2 separate regions of the Zea mays genome follow, and region 2 is linked to region 1. Evidence: chromatin contacts called from public Hi-C data. All regions are on one chromosome and are shown on one strand. Each heading gives the region's core, a stretch centred on a gene start, on an enhancer-like site or on the middle of the called end of the contact. The rest is flanking DNA. Distances are from core to core; before and after follow the strand shown.

Region 1 (3,964 bases), core at 568-3,067:
CGCACCGGCACCACAGTTTGGCCCTGCGTGAGTTCGCGAGTCGTGACAGGTTGACCGCCTGGGCTTCCGGATCTGGAGAGGCCCAGATAGAAGGTACCATGAACCGAATTGGCCAAATAGGCCGCTTGACCCACCCGGCACGGCCTGATGGACAAATTGTGCTGCAAGCGGGGGTTGCGCTTGCGCCGCTACCGGCTTTGGTACCTTTTTCTATTAAAAAATTGAAATTTCAAATATATACGCCACGATCTGTCCAGGAGAGGGGGCAGGGTCGCAGGGATCTATTTTTTTTCCCATCTCAGCCTTCCCCAACCCGCGTTTAGCAGAACATGGAGTAGAATAGTGTCCAGCAGCAATGAAAGTGCAGTGGCGGATCTAGAAACAAATAAGCCAAGAAACATGTTATACCACAGTCATATAATGGTTAGTCTATAAACTCCACCAAATGTGATTATCTTCTTGATAATCATTCGTCACACTTGAACATAGTGAACATATATCAACCTCGTGTTCGCAGGTCAACAGGAAGTCTTCAAGACGACGACCCCAAGTCTTCTCGGGTTGGCATCTTCCACAAAATGCAGCTAGTAGCTTTCCCTTGTCGACCTGCCGCGCGCGGCGGGCTAGTTAGCTAGCTTTTTCTGCATGCTGGAACGCAGGGCAGGACGACAAGACCAGATCGAGTGGTAGGTTGGTGTAGCGCCTGCTTGCCTCATGGAAATGCTTTGGAGACAATTACTTTCGTCTAGCTCAGGAAATATTCTGAAAAAACAATCTAACTTAATTATAACTTTGCATTTTCTTTAGGTGCCGTTCGGTTGTTTGAGATGGGTGGATCGGAATGATTTCTAACCAGATTGCTTCTCTAATTAGCTAAAACGATTTCGGTTGCAATCCGACACAAACGAACAAGGCCTTAAGAATCTTACAACCGTGCACGGAAATTAATCTATGTCATAATTAAGCTTCAAATACCCAAGCTGTACCTCAAATATATATGGTTATCAGCAACAACTGCAAGATATATAAATATCTGCAAGATATCCATGGATCATAGAGACCTTGTCAAGGCTCTTGTCCTCTGCGCGCAGCAATAATTGTGGCCAACTTCACATGCGTAGTACAGACAGCGTACCATCCGAATCTGATCTAGAACAGCGTACGTACGTGTCGGCCACGAGTCAACACAGCGCAACGCAGCCAGAAGGCATTCAGATTTCAGACCTCACCGTACGTAGCTCCACGATGTTACTCTACACTAGTCGGTTACAGTAACCAGAGTAGGATTAATTCTAACCGTCTAACCGTGTCCTTGATTAGAGGCTATCCTAATTATTAGTTGTAGCCTTCAGTCATATGACGCTATATAAATAGATTAAGTGGACCGATAAGTTTAGTCAACACTAATCATTCGACCATAAAACCCTAATCGACATTCTGTGAGGAACCGATCCTCTACGTGATCAGAGTGACTGAAAGAGCTATGACTATGTCTAAGATCCCTATCTCTTCATCAGAAACCGAATCTAAGCCTTCCCTGTAGTGGTCACTGGATACATAAGGATTGGTAGAGGATTATGATTCAATTCTAGAAACTAAATAATCTAGTCATCTACACATGCATCCTCCGTCACCCGCGCCTACATTCTCCGTCATCTACACATGCATCCAGTGCTATAGAACAGAAGGGCACAACTGAGCAAAAAAAAAACACGACTAACAATATAGGTGAGCACACTACCAAAACTAAGGACACCAATTTAAAAAACACTTATAAATAGGCACGCCCGGCCGTGAGCGGAGCGGAGAGCATCAAAGCAAGCCATGTGGAGGAGGGCTTTAGCGATGGTCCTGTTCATGGCTGGCGCCGCGCTGCTCGCCGGGGCTGCCGGCGCCGGCGCGCAGCAGGGCGTGTGGAGCATCATCACCCGGCCCATGTTCCAGAGCATGCTGAGCCACCGCGGCGACAGCGGGTGCCAGGGCGCCTTCTACACCTACGACGCCTTCATCGAGGCCGCCAGCAAGTTCCCCGGCTTCGGCACCACCGGCGACGAGCAGACGCGCAGGCGGGAGCTCGCCGCCTTCTTCGGCCAGACGTCCCACGAAACCACCGGTACGCGTGCAGAATGCCTCGTGCTTGGTTTGGTTAGCCATCAATCATTTCCTCGTGGGCCGTCGTCTAAGCTCGATCATGCATCTGATCGCATGGGTACGTGCAGGTGGATGGGCGACTGCTCCGGATGGACCGTTTGCCTGGGGATACTGCCGGGTGAAGGAACAGAAACAGACGGACCCACCCTACTATGGACGAGGACCCATACAGCTAACTCAGTAAGATCAGCAGCACAGACACTCTGCATGCATGTTATTATATATGTTATCCACAGCAGATAGAGTAAAATAGGAGATTTATATTGTATATAACACTGTTTACAAAGTAAAATTTCAAATAGAGAATATGATAGAGGGCGTGATAGGGTATCTACTAGAGAAAACCTAATAACAGGAGCCCATATATGCATGCAGTAAGTACAACTACAGGCTCGCCGGGCAAGCGCTGAACCTGAACCTGGTGGGCGACCCGGACCTGGTGGCGAGAGACCCCGTGGTAGCCTTCAAGACGGCCATCTGGTTCTGGATGACGCCGCAGTCGCCCAAGCCCTCGTGCCACGCCGTGATGACCGGCGACTGGAGGCCCTCCGCCACCGACCGCGCCGCGGGGAGGCTCCCCGGATACGGCCTGACCACGAACATCATCAACGGTGGTCTAGAGTGCGGCGAGGACCGCTCCACCGACGGCGCCAAAGCCGCCAAGGACCGGGTCGGCTACTACAAGAGGTACTGCGGTATGCTCGGAGTGGGGTACGGGGACAACATGGCATGCGGGAGCCAGAAGCCTTACGGAGGATGATGACACTAGTAGCTGATCTATGGTTGCTGCAATGCAAGCCTTCACGTGTGTTTGCCTCTCTACCTAAAGAATAAATCAAGCTAGCAGCAAACCTACCTTCGGCGTGTGTCTACTTGCTTATCATAGTGTGTGTCCGTGTATGAGAGATGATGTACTGTCACGAACTCACGTGTGTATGAGAGAGGATACATGGTAAGACTATCACTACTAGAATCCGCCTCTTTACTGACTGACAACCAAAAAACACTCGATAAGAAAATACTTGGTAAAGTGTTTTTTTTTTCGAGTGTTTTATTTTTAACTCTCGGCAAATAGTTTCTTTGGAGAGTGTTTTTTACACCCGACAAAGAACTTATTTGCCGAGTTTTTATATATTTTACATTTATATGTTATCAAGTCATTATATAATGCAATAATTTATATCAAATGCAGCTCGCAAGCCGAGTCGAGCCGAGCATCCTCCTTCAGCTTGTTGAGTGGGCGATCCTAGCTCGGTTAACCAACAAGCTGCACCGAGTCCAACCGATCTCGGCTCGTTTCCAGCCATAACTCAGACCATGCATGGCAAGGACCTTCTTTGTAAAACTAGATGCTAGGTCTAATTGGCCATATAATAATTAAATAGTCCTCTTCTTCTATTAGCAATGCTTTGACATGAAGTTGTATAACAAGTTTATAAGAAATGGCCCACGTTTGCCATCATTAAACCAATATTTTCTCTAACAAAGAGAATTGTCAAATGCTCGGACAAATAGAACTGACAAGCATTCCATCTTCTACCCTTTTCCTCTAAAAGAGGATGACTTGGACATTTGAAGCATCTCTTATCAATGTTTTTTTATGTCACTAAACATACGCTCGACCAAGCCCTGAATGCAATCGAGGCTCTCTACAAAATCATTTGATCAGCAACAAAGAGGCTTATTTACTCTAGTGTACTAAACTGCAGCACTTACCCTTTCCATAAACTAACAGTGTATAAGGTTTGCTGAATAGTTCTTGTAAAACTTCAGAAGTTCAAGTCTGATGTCCAGGCCCCTTGATTTCGGTTTA
Region 2 (3,964 bases), core at 906-3,405, 560 kb after region 1:
GTAAAGTTATTCTCCACTTTATTGGCTATAACTTTGTTATAGGGCTCAGACTAATTAGCAGGATGGTTAAAGAGTTAATGACCCTCAAAGATTGGTTTGTCATTGTTACCGATTTCGATGGAAACTGATGACAAACCTTGTCAACGCAATTCAAACACGTGTCAACTTTTTACATGGCGTGCCTTAAGTAATTATCTACAACTTTCATATTTGGAGTTAATCAATTTGATGCTTATTTCTTGCTGAACATGATAAGGTTTAGAATTACGTGTAGAGTTGACCTAGGAAAATTTCAGATTTTCTTTATTTCGTTTAACCAACTTCTTAAGTTTTTGTCAACACTTGGCCATCTCTTCTTAGCTTGGGTCCACAACAAAGTGGTATATTAAAATGTTAATTACCTACCTCTTTTATTTTGGTTCTTGGTAACACCTTTATCAAGCAAAAACCCAAACTAGATCACACACATAACTTATAAAGTAAACAAGTCATCATCATTTGTGCTAAGTAGTTGAAAAGCTACCTCAAACAAAACTAGTTCACTTTAGGTTGGTTTAGCTACACACTCGATTACTCTTTAATGGCATAAGATTCTAGAACATAAGTTTCTAGTATTTCAAGCACATTTGCAAACCACATAAAATGATAAGTAATTCATGAATTAGATTCAAGTTATGAATAACTAATGATGCTCATGATGATATTTTTCATGATGCATAGGCGATGTATAAGCATGCTTAACACCAGAGGTGTTACACCAGCCACCCCGGAAGAAGCTGATTCGCATAAGGCAATTGTGCCTGCGTCAACTGAAGATACAAGCCTAAGTACTCCTTTGCCTTCGGGAAAAGATTCTAGGGACACTTCAACACCCGCATCTATGACAGAGGCACACCGGAGATGACTTCGGATAATGGCATGGAAGCCATGACAATTGATGAACCGAAGAAGTCAGATGAGGAGAAGATACCAAAGAAGGGAAGTCCTTTAGAACACAGCAAGAGTGTTCGCAGAGTAGAGTTTGAATATAGATATGGAGATGCATAAGCTGCTGGAGATAGCTTTATTTCTAGTTCTCCGCTAAAAGTAGTTAATTAGAAATATATCACTTCAATTTAAAAAATAGAAATTAATTTATTTTCATACCACTATATGACATCAAAATAAGTTGAACGTCTAATTTTGTAAAGGCTAAGTAACATTATATAATTAATACTAAAAAGAATACGGTTTTAAATCTAGTGAAAGTTAAACTATCTTAAATTTAGTTAGATGTATAAAAATAACATGTATGACTCTAAACATATATAGTACAAATATCTTTCTCGAAATATGATTAGATTCGTTTAGTATAATAAGTATTAATACTTTTTATGATCAGTTTTAAAATTAGATGACTTCATAATATTTTAGAAATTTATTATATACTCTTTCACAACATCAATTTCATGTGTCGTGTGTCACGTCTCTACTCCTTTAAAACACAAGTTTTATGTGTCGTACGTCGTGCATCACGTGTGAAGTGTATAGATATATTCCTCTCTCTCCCACTTTTCGCCAAACAATGGGCCCAATGGGCTCTTAAACCACAGATAGGCCATGAGAAATCACTCAAGTCCAACACGATAAGAAGCCACACGCAGCGCAACGTTCCCAAATATGATTAGATGCGTACAGTATAATAAGTATTAATACTTTTTATGATTCTATTTTGTTTGAAGTCGACAGTTGAGGAGACTAGAGTAAGCTTTTAAATTATCTCCAGCAGCTTATCCATACTCATACACATATAAAACTTCACTCTGCGAACAGTGTACAAACAGTACAAAATAGTGTTTTACGTAAACTATGGATAGACTGTTGGACACGGTCTTAAAGCAAGTTTATAACACAAAGACATGTTCAGCAATTCAACTAAGCTAATGAACATGGGTAAAAATGACATTGATAATTCAGCTGGCGCAACTAAAATCGCCGACAACAGTTGGCGGTTTTAAGAAAAAATGCCAAGTCAAAAGGTAACTGGCAGCGATTTATTTTTGGAATAAAAAATTTAAAAACAGAAAATAAAATATAAACCACACAACACAACACACTCAGCGTGGGCCTTGCATCTGTCCAATGCTACATAGGCCCAAGACTCATCGCCAAGTTTGGGCAGGCCCCAAACAAACAACACTAACCTATGGAAATAAACTGGGCCGTGCGCGGTCCAGGAGGTTGGCTTTGCTCAAAAAAAAAAACAAGAAGGCATCACAATCACATCAGATCTGGCCACTGTCGTGAGCCGTGCAGCAGCTCGCCTTGGGCGGTTGGGTCTGGTTGGTCTTCGACCACGCAAGCCGCAGCACCGCCGGCTAATCACAGCAGGGACAGGGCTGGGGGACGACCGGCGCGCGTACGACGGCATGGGACGGTGGCGCGACCGGCCGGGCAGGCACGCCGCATGCATTAACGCCGCGCGCGGGAGGAGCGGAGCGGAGGACGCCTCGCCGGGCCCAGGCGCCCAGCCCAGAGCGGCCGGTGCGTGGCAGGACGAGATTCCCGCGGCCGGCCTCGCATTAAACTTGGCCGCGCCCGGCCTGCAACCGCGAGGTGAGGGGAGGACCGGAGGACCCTCTCCCTGCGTCTGCCTGCATGTGCACCGGGCACCGTGTGCTCGCCTGCCTGGCGGTGCAGCCACCTGCCGTCGCCTTGTCTCTTTTTTGTCTCGCTACTAGGCAGCTGTTTGTTCGCGTTCGTCGTCCGTCCGTCCGCCCGGCTCCGGCTCCGGCTCCGGCCGGCGCGGCGCCAATTGAAGACGCACGCCCCGCCGCACTGTACATAGACCCATCCATCCATCCTGCAGTAACGAGGCGCCCACGCACAGTGCCGGATGCCTTTCTTGGCCGCCTCGCTGCCGAGAAAGTAGAGTAGTCCCATGTTTGTCGTCCACAGGTCCAGGGACTAGCTAGATGCGCACTGTAGCCACTAGCCACTAATCACGCACAGTAGTTGGTTATAAAAGCCGATGCAAACACGTGAACATGGACAAACTTTAATTTTCGATGTTTCGTCTTCGGCGATCAAGGCAGTACGTGCGCTCCAGGACATACACAAATAATTTGTACCCACGAGATATCATATGAGTCCATGCATGTGTGAATATGACCCCAAGAGTAAAGTAGACTCAAACATTGTACCTCACGATATCAACATATATTGATCATCAGATTTGGCACCTAGACGGTCGGTTCAGCCTTATCCTAGACGGTCCACGCTCGGATGGTCCGACGTGTTACCCGAGACGATCCGTAAATAGATTAATTTAGGCTAGAGTTCTTATCTTTTGTGGGGTTATCCTAATAACTCGCGAGAAACTGTTTGATTTTGCTTAGTAATGGGTCCGAACCTACTATATATATTTGAAAGGGTACGACCGATTCAAGAAACCAACAATGGATCTACAAATCACTTTTATCTCATTTATCTTATGCATTAGCCTTAGGAGTAGTTCTAGCCATAGTTTAGCCCTAGTTATAGTTTCCCAACTTCGATCTTCTCCTCTCTTTAACTCTATGTCGTCTAGAGACCCTTTGGATGGCCTGTCGATCCCAAGGCAACCCTAAGATTCTTCCTCCCCGCGGTCAGGGTCCCTCCTGAAAGGCAGGATCTAGGTTCTTCCCGAAGCTCTTTGCGCCATCGCAAATGGTCCGTTGACCTTCCGCGGACGGTCCGCTACCATTAATATTTGGCCCAAAAAGGTGCCAACATATTTTTTGGCGGCTCTGCTAGGACAGAAAATTAGATCTATTAGATCGACCATGATGGTCGGTTCCAAAGATCACATTGGTGACTCTCAAGACAACATCGTTAGGCTGACTCTTGAGAGTTTGTCAACCGATGAGCAAAGACAATTTGAAGATCTCATGAGCCAGACTCGAGAAGCGACAAAGGAGAAATTCTTCACACGTCACACTAGATT

The links. Hi-C and Micro-C count contacts between places; a contact is called where the count stands out from the background.
Region 2: a Hi-C map of ear shows a contact between it and region 1, with 1.8 times the contacts expected there. The contact joins the enhancer-like site here to the promoter of LOC100191592 in region 1. A contact is called at or near these places in 2 of 25 Hi-C or Micro-C datasets (ear and tassel).

Annotation. Positions count from the first base shown.
Region 1 is chr1:7,342,344-7,346,307 of Zm-B73-REFERENCE-NAM-5.0, forward strand. It overlaps LOC100191592 (basic endochitinase), which reads left to right and starts at 1,818. Exons shown (of 3, transcript NM_001137022.1): 1 at 1,818-2,113; 2 at 2,220-2,331; 3 at 2,527-3,130. The coding sequence starts at 1,825. The coding sequence ends at 2,911.
Region 2 is chr1:7,904,321-7,908,284 of Zm-B73-REFERENCE-NAM-5.0, forward strand. No RefSeq gene overlaps it. Among protein-coding and RNA genes, the nearest start is that of LOC115032970, 5.5 kb to the right of the region's middle. Within about 2 kb of position 2,156, at least 20 of the 20 cell types and tissues checked have an H3K27ac peak or open chromatin away from gene starts, as enhancers often do. A contact at or near this core is called in ear and tassel, where this site is marked.